2 separate regions of the Triticum aestivum genome follow, and region 1 is linked to region 2. A link is a contact called in public Hi-C data. All regions are on one chromosome and are shown on one strand. The core of a region is the stretch at or near the end of the contact, and the rest is flanking DNA. Distances in the headings are between cores, read along the strand shown. Region 1 holds the start of LOC123092263 (protein ETHYLENE-INSENSITIVE 3-like 1a). Region 2 holds the start of LOC123092262 (probable arabinosyltransferase ARAD1).

Region 1 (3,310 bases), core at 108-2,607, 650 kb after region 2:
ACCCGGAGCCGAGACAATCATGTGGCATAAAAGCAAGTTTGCCGATTGAAGCAAGCGCCGGAAGGCCCGGCCTGCATGTGTTTGGCTAATCAAAACGCACTCGATCTTATCCAACCCACACCACACACACCTCTGCTATGATCCTCTCCTTCACAATTATAGATCATCAACTCGAGGAAGGCAGCGCACGCAACTAGCAGAGGCAACTAATCTAACAGAAGCTTATCTTGTTTTCCTCTGTGACATGATCATATCGGACGGCATAACTAACGGAAATGGGTGTGTTATGCATGACCATATAGGAGTAATACAGCAATGGAAGAATAAGGCAGAAAATTGAACACATGATTGTCCACACAGGGTTTTACCAAAACACAACTGAACTGTTTCCATATAATCCTAGCAGGTCACAAAAACAATTGAATCATGTTTAAGCGTCCTCATGAAAGATTGCTTTGATCCAATCAGTCACAGGGGTTGGCCAAAATGATGAGAAAGCAGGGGAGACACTTTTCAAGGGAAGAAAGCCATCTTTTATGGAGATGTAAATATTTACTTGTACCTAGCCAAACAGGTATGGACAGTTGGAAACAAGAACATGTACCCATGTGCTCACCCAAAAGGAAACAAAGCAGTAGTATAGTCCACAAAAGGGGAAGAAAACAATAGAGAAAATGGATCAAGCAGGCATCAAAACGGAGAAGAGACGGGAAGTTTTCCATCTCCTGATAAGAGAAAACAGGAATAGCATTCCATTCCTGCCTGACAAAACAAAACAAAATAAAATCCTTCCGAAAACGCAGGTGCTACGTATTCCAGATTTCCAGAAGAAAAGAAAGAAGGGAACTCTGGGAATTGGACTCATCCAAAAATATCTCCGTGGAGCAATGAAAAAGAAGAGAGCGAAGAAGCAAAAACTGGAATTGATAACGGCTGCAGAAGCAACTCTAGGACCCCCGAAAATATCTATCTATCTATCTATCCAGAGAGAAAAATACCCAAAAGAACAAGGCATGGTCGCATAGCTAGCCTACCTCAGGCCCTCACCCTAGCCAATCAAGAGCACGGACAAAACACATCATAAAAGGATAGATGAGGAAGAAGAAGCATATGCAGCAGGAAGACATGAACACAAAAGGGAGATGGCAGGGCAGCATGAGCTCACCTGCGTCGATCTCCCACTTGCTAGTTTTATCCGCTTTTCACCTTTGCCATGACCTGGGAGAGCTAGGAAGGGAGGGGAGGAGAGAAAAACAGCGGAGGGAGGGTGGGGGAAAGGTGGGGAGAAGAAGGCACGAGGGAGAGGAGGGGAGACGGGAGATCAGATAAGAACAGGCCAAGGGGAGGGGGGGGGGGGGGGGGGGGGGAGGGGAGACCACGGCGCAAGAGCACAAAGCAGCTAATAGGAAAGGCAAGTGGGTGTGGTGGCGCTCGGGCGCAACAGCGACAGGGACCCTTCCATCTTATAATCGCCCCCTTATATTATGGGAAACGTTTCACTACGGGGCACCGGCCGAAGCTTCGGCCGGTCGCGTCCACGCGCGAACGTACCGAGCGACTCACCTACCGACACGTAGGATGGAGGGCCCGCCCACGTGCGTCTTCTCCCTCCTGTTTCTCTTCTTCCCGTCGCTTGTCTCTCTCTCTCCGCTGCCATGGCCAAGCTTCGCCGACCGGAGACCTCCCAGGGCGCCGCCGCCATGGGAATCAGCGGATCCGGCTGCCCTCGGCCAGATCTGCTCGGATCCGCGCCACCAGATCTGCTCCCGATCCCCTCTTTTCTCTCTCAGCCTAGCGCCTGCTGGCCCTCTTCTTCCTTCCTCAGATCCCGCCGCCGGCCAGCCCAATCCCGTGCAGGTCCCCTCGCCCCCCCCCTCCCCCTATACAAGTTCCCCCCGCACCGGCGAGCCTGAGCTAGAAGCCACCATGCAACTGAAAAAGCTACAGCCGTTCATGCGAAAGCTTCAAACTGTATTTGAAAAAGCTTCAACCGACGAAATAGATAAGTTTCATGCGAACACTACGAAAGAAAAAAAAGCTACAACCATCGGCTTGGAAAGCTTCAACTGTGAATTGAAAAGCTTCAACCCGATTTATACAAGGCTTCAACCAACTCTATAGAAAGCTTCACCCCCATGAGTACACAACGAAAAAAGATGCAATTGTCGACATGAAAAGCTTCAACCGCATTTCTGAAAAGCTTCAACCGTAATTCTGAAAAGCTTCAACCGTATTTCTGAAAAGCTTCTACCAGAGAGACCGCGACAAAAAGCTTCAACCGTATTTCTGAAAAGCTTCAACCGTAATTCTGAAAAGCTTCAACCGTATTTCTGAAAAGCTTCAACCAGAGACCGCGACAAAAAGATTCAACCGTATTTCTGAAAAGCTTCAACCATAATTCTGAAAAGCTTCAACCGTATTTCTGAAAAGCTTCAACCGTATTTCTGAAAAGCTTCAACCAGAGACCGCGACAAAAAGCTTGAATCAGCAACTCACTATTGATGCAACTGACTACTACGGTGGCTTCCCGGCGGAGCTGCAACGGCGACGAACTCCAGGCACCGGCAGGGGTCGATTTTTATTTGCTGGGGTCCATTTTTTTGCTGCATCAGAGGGGCGGGGCCATGGGGCACCTGTGCTCCAACTGGCGAGCGGCGACGGCGAGCAGCGACGGCGAGCGGTGACGGCGACGGCGAGGGCGAGCGGCGAACGGCGACGGGGATGACGACGAGGTAGATGCCCATGGCTGGGTGTGGGGTGGCCCGTGGCGCTTGCCGTTGCTCGATCCGAACACGGAAGGTAGACGATGCGGGGAAGGGGCTCGATCTGACGGTTGGGAGTCAGTGCATCGGACGGCCTGGGCTCGACCGGCCCAACTGTTGGGCCGGCGCACCGGCGCAGATCACTGCCCTTATATTATGGGAAAAAAATGGTACTACTAGTCCCACGCACGAACCGCCACTAAGGATGTGAATCTCGCTGCTAAGTAGAGTAAAAATTTCACGGCCGCGACAGCGCGCCGCCCGGCCTCGGCGAGGTTAAAGAAAAGCTGGGTGGCCTCTCTCCCTGTGACGCGTGGGGTCCCAGTCGGTGCGCTCCGTAACGTGGGGTCGGTGGACCGGGGGGGGGGGGCGCGTGAGCTACAGACAAAGGCGCTACAAGTTGAGAGCCAAGTTTACTGTTTTGCCCTATCGTCCACTCTCTCGAGACTTGTTGGCTGTGGGCGTGTCCAAGACCCAAGGCCATGATCTTCTGTGCACAGCACGCGATGAGTCTTTTTCCTAGGGCATGTGTTTTTAGGCCCCTTCCA
Region 2 (3,120 bases), core at 311-2,810:
TTTCACATAGATCATACATTCTCAGGACCTCGGTTTTCAGACAGTCAATAATTCGTATATCTTGCTTAATAAACCATATTATACACTAGTGCCACAAATGTGTGAAAGCGACAATCACAATTTTGGATTATCAACCTTATCAGATTATAGAACCTCTTAAGTATCAAACCCTAGAGCTATAACATAAATGGGGCTTATAAGTAGGTAACAGTCACATGAAAGAGGTGATAGCGAACCAAACTCAGCTGGATAGTGAACAAGGCAATCCAATGACAATTAATTGCAACTAGGATATTTCCCGTAGCCAGAATCATTGAAGTCCAAATCAAGTACCACGGAGGGTGTCCAGACTCCAGACTACAGATGAGGTTGTGCTAGCTTAGGATCGTGCTACTGACTGAAACTTAAATCGGTTAAATAGTACCAGTACATGGCAAACATTCTCAAATCTATGTAGGGAAACGACACATGCAAAGCAAGTTTTAAAACCAAATGGCTATATATTATTATTAAAAATGGAAGTTGACTAATCACACCACGATTTTTCCCTGCTTAAGCTAAAACTAGTAAGCTTCATCAAAGGGTACTCACATCTTTCCTGTAAATGGCGCCTTGGAAGTAGAGCAAGGTCGGCCGGTCGTGGTAGCCGGTGGAGTCATTGAAGAAGTTGTCGACGACATGCCGGTACGGGGCGATGACGTCCTTGTCGATGTTGGCGACGCTGTGTGGGTACCTCCCGAAGTCGCAGAGCACGAAGACGCAGGGCCAGAGCTTGTAGCGCGCGTCGAGCATCCCGTTGGGGTGGTGCGCGAGCACAACGTGGTCCCTCCCGCCGGACCTCTGCCACTCCGGCCGCGCGGCGAGGAAGTCGATCAGCCTCCGCTGCAGCGCCCGGTCCTCGCTGGTCCGCGCGGGCGGCACGACCTTGGAGTGGCGGTTGAAGCTGAGGGAGGCGAAGAAGGGCACGAAGACGACGTCGGCCCTGGCGGGGTCGCGCACCCGGACGGCGTTGCACGGCGTGGGCGCGCCCTGCTCGGAGGCGAGGAGGTCCAGCGTGAGCCAGTACTCTATGCTGTGCTGCAGGTTGAGCCCTCCTGGGTACTCCGGCACGCCGTGCCTGACGTCCGGCCAAAGGCCGCCGCCGCCGCCGCTCCCGGGCTCCCAGTCGAGCATGCCGAAGTGGAACTCGAGGGGCAGGTCGTACATGTAGACGCGCAGCAGTGCCTTGTCCGGATCGCATTTCCTGCCTGGAGAGGCGGGGCGGAGGCCCTGGCGGTGGGCATCGAGCGCGGCCGGGGCGGCGGCGGAGTCGAGGAGGAGGTACCAGGAGGCGAAGAAGAGCGCGGCGGCGAGGGAGAAGAACCAGACGAGTGGGCTCCGGCAGGAGGCGGCGGCGGCCATGGAGGCGCTAGCGGTAGGCATAGCAATGCGGGTGGGGGTGGGCGGCCATGGCGCTCGGATCTGAGGAGGTGGGGATACGTGTGTGGTACTGGTATGTGGGGATGGGTCAGTGGCGGCCGCGGTCTCCTGCCTCGGGTGGGGGTGTCGCGTGGGGGTGGATCTGGGCTTGGGCGTCGAACGGGACTGTTGCGCTTGGACGGATGCGGTGCGGCAGGAACCGAGGAACGGCCTCTTTCCATTCCAGATCCACGCAAGGACGCACGCACTGCCACCCCATTGCGGTCGCTGCCCTTTTGCCGCTTTCCTCAAAGAGCTCGATTTTTCTCGTACCCAAATTGCGTACCCCAGCTTTATAGACGAAAAGAGTTATGTACAAGAATTACATACGACGGAATGCACTATCACACACGGTATGCACGTCCATCCCTCCACTCCACACGCTAGGCTACTACTCTATACAATGTAGAACTCCTTTCCCTCTCGACAAGGCCCATAGCCTAAGTTCCTGGTGGACAAGATCGTCTGCTCCCCATTCGTTGGTGATGTTGCTGTTGCGAAAGACTCTGCCATTTCTCTGCTTCCATAGATTTCAGCATACAGAAATGCAGATTGTGTCGAATCCTCTCCGGTATCTCTTGTCAATTCGCTTTCTGGCAGACACCCACCAATCACCTAGTGTGTCTTCCGTGGTTGGGATCAAAGCTTCGTCCACGCCCAGCCTTCTGAAACACAAAAACCACACTTGTCTCGCATATACACATTGCATGAGTATGTGATCCATATTGTCCTCTTCTTGGTCACAAAGGTAACATGCCGAGCTATGATCTTGCAACCCATGCCCCTGTCTGCGGTCCGAAGTCCACACTCTGTGCTGAAGTGCAAGCCAAATGAAGAGCTTGCAGGTCATCGTAGCCCAACTGCGCCAGACAGCCGAAGCACATTGAAATCGTACTCCTCCCTCACACATCATTTTGTACGCTGATTTTGTCGAGTACTTGCCTGTAGCATCCCATTGCCAGATGGGTGTGTCCTCCGAGCCAGGAGTGAGCTCAATGTCTACCAGCACCTCCCACAGCCTAATGAACTGCGAGAGCTCCTCGGTATTCATCTCTCCCATGATATCTTGCGTCCACCCGTGAAGATACAATGCATCTTTCACTTTCCTCTTATTAACTACCTGCTGCCGCACTTTGCCAACAAGTAGCGGGGCAATCTCCTTCACACAGGAGCCACAGATCCAGCGATCACGCCAGAACAAAGTCGTCGAACCTTCCCCGACTTCCCACTTGAACAGGCTGTCGAAGGCCATCCTGACATGCTTGTCGGAGCAGTAACTGAGCCCCTGCCAAGGACGCTAGCTGTCGGTGCGCTTCAACCACTCCCACCTAAGTCTGAGGGCGATACCATGTTTATAGAGATCCACCACCCCGAGATCTCCCATCTGCTTAGGCCGGCAAACCCGGCGCCACGCAACTACACAATGGCCTCCCTGGATTTCCTCCGAGCCTGCCCAGAAGAAGGCACGACATCCCTTATCCACTCTCTCCAGTGCCCACTTCGGGGCCTCTGCCACAATCAAGTGGCGTATGGGTCTGGCCCTCACCACCTGGTTCACCAGAAGGAGGCGACCGGGACGGGTGACGAGGCCACGCTGCCATCCTGGCATCAACTTCAGCGCTTGATCCACAATAGGCTGCCACTCTGATCTCGTGAGTTGTT

The links. Hi-C and Micro-C count contacts between places; a contact is called where the count stands out from the background.
Region 1: a Hi-C map of leaf shows a contact between it and region 2, with 2.9 times the contacts expected there. The contact joins the promoter of LOC123092263 here to the promoter of LOC123092262 in region 2. A contact is called at or near these places in 2 of 5 Hi-C or Micro-C datasets (both in leaf).

What each region holds. Positions count from the first base shown.
Region 1 is chr4B:383,566,156-383,569,465 of IWGSC CS RefSeq v2.1, forward strand. LOC123092263 (protein ETHYLENE-INSENSITIVE 3-like 1a) reads right to left here and starts at 1,358. Exons shown (of 2, transcript XM_044513974.1): 1 at 1,166-1,358.
Region 2 is chr4B:382,917,120-382,920,239 of IWGSC CS RefSeq v2.1, forward strand. LOC123092262 (probable arabinosyltransferase ARAD1) reads right to left here and starts at 1,561. Exons shown (of 2, transcript XM_044513973.1): 1 at 592-1,561. The coding sequence starts at 1,422.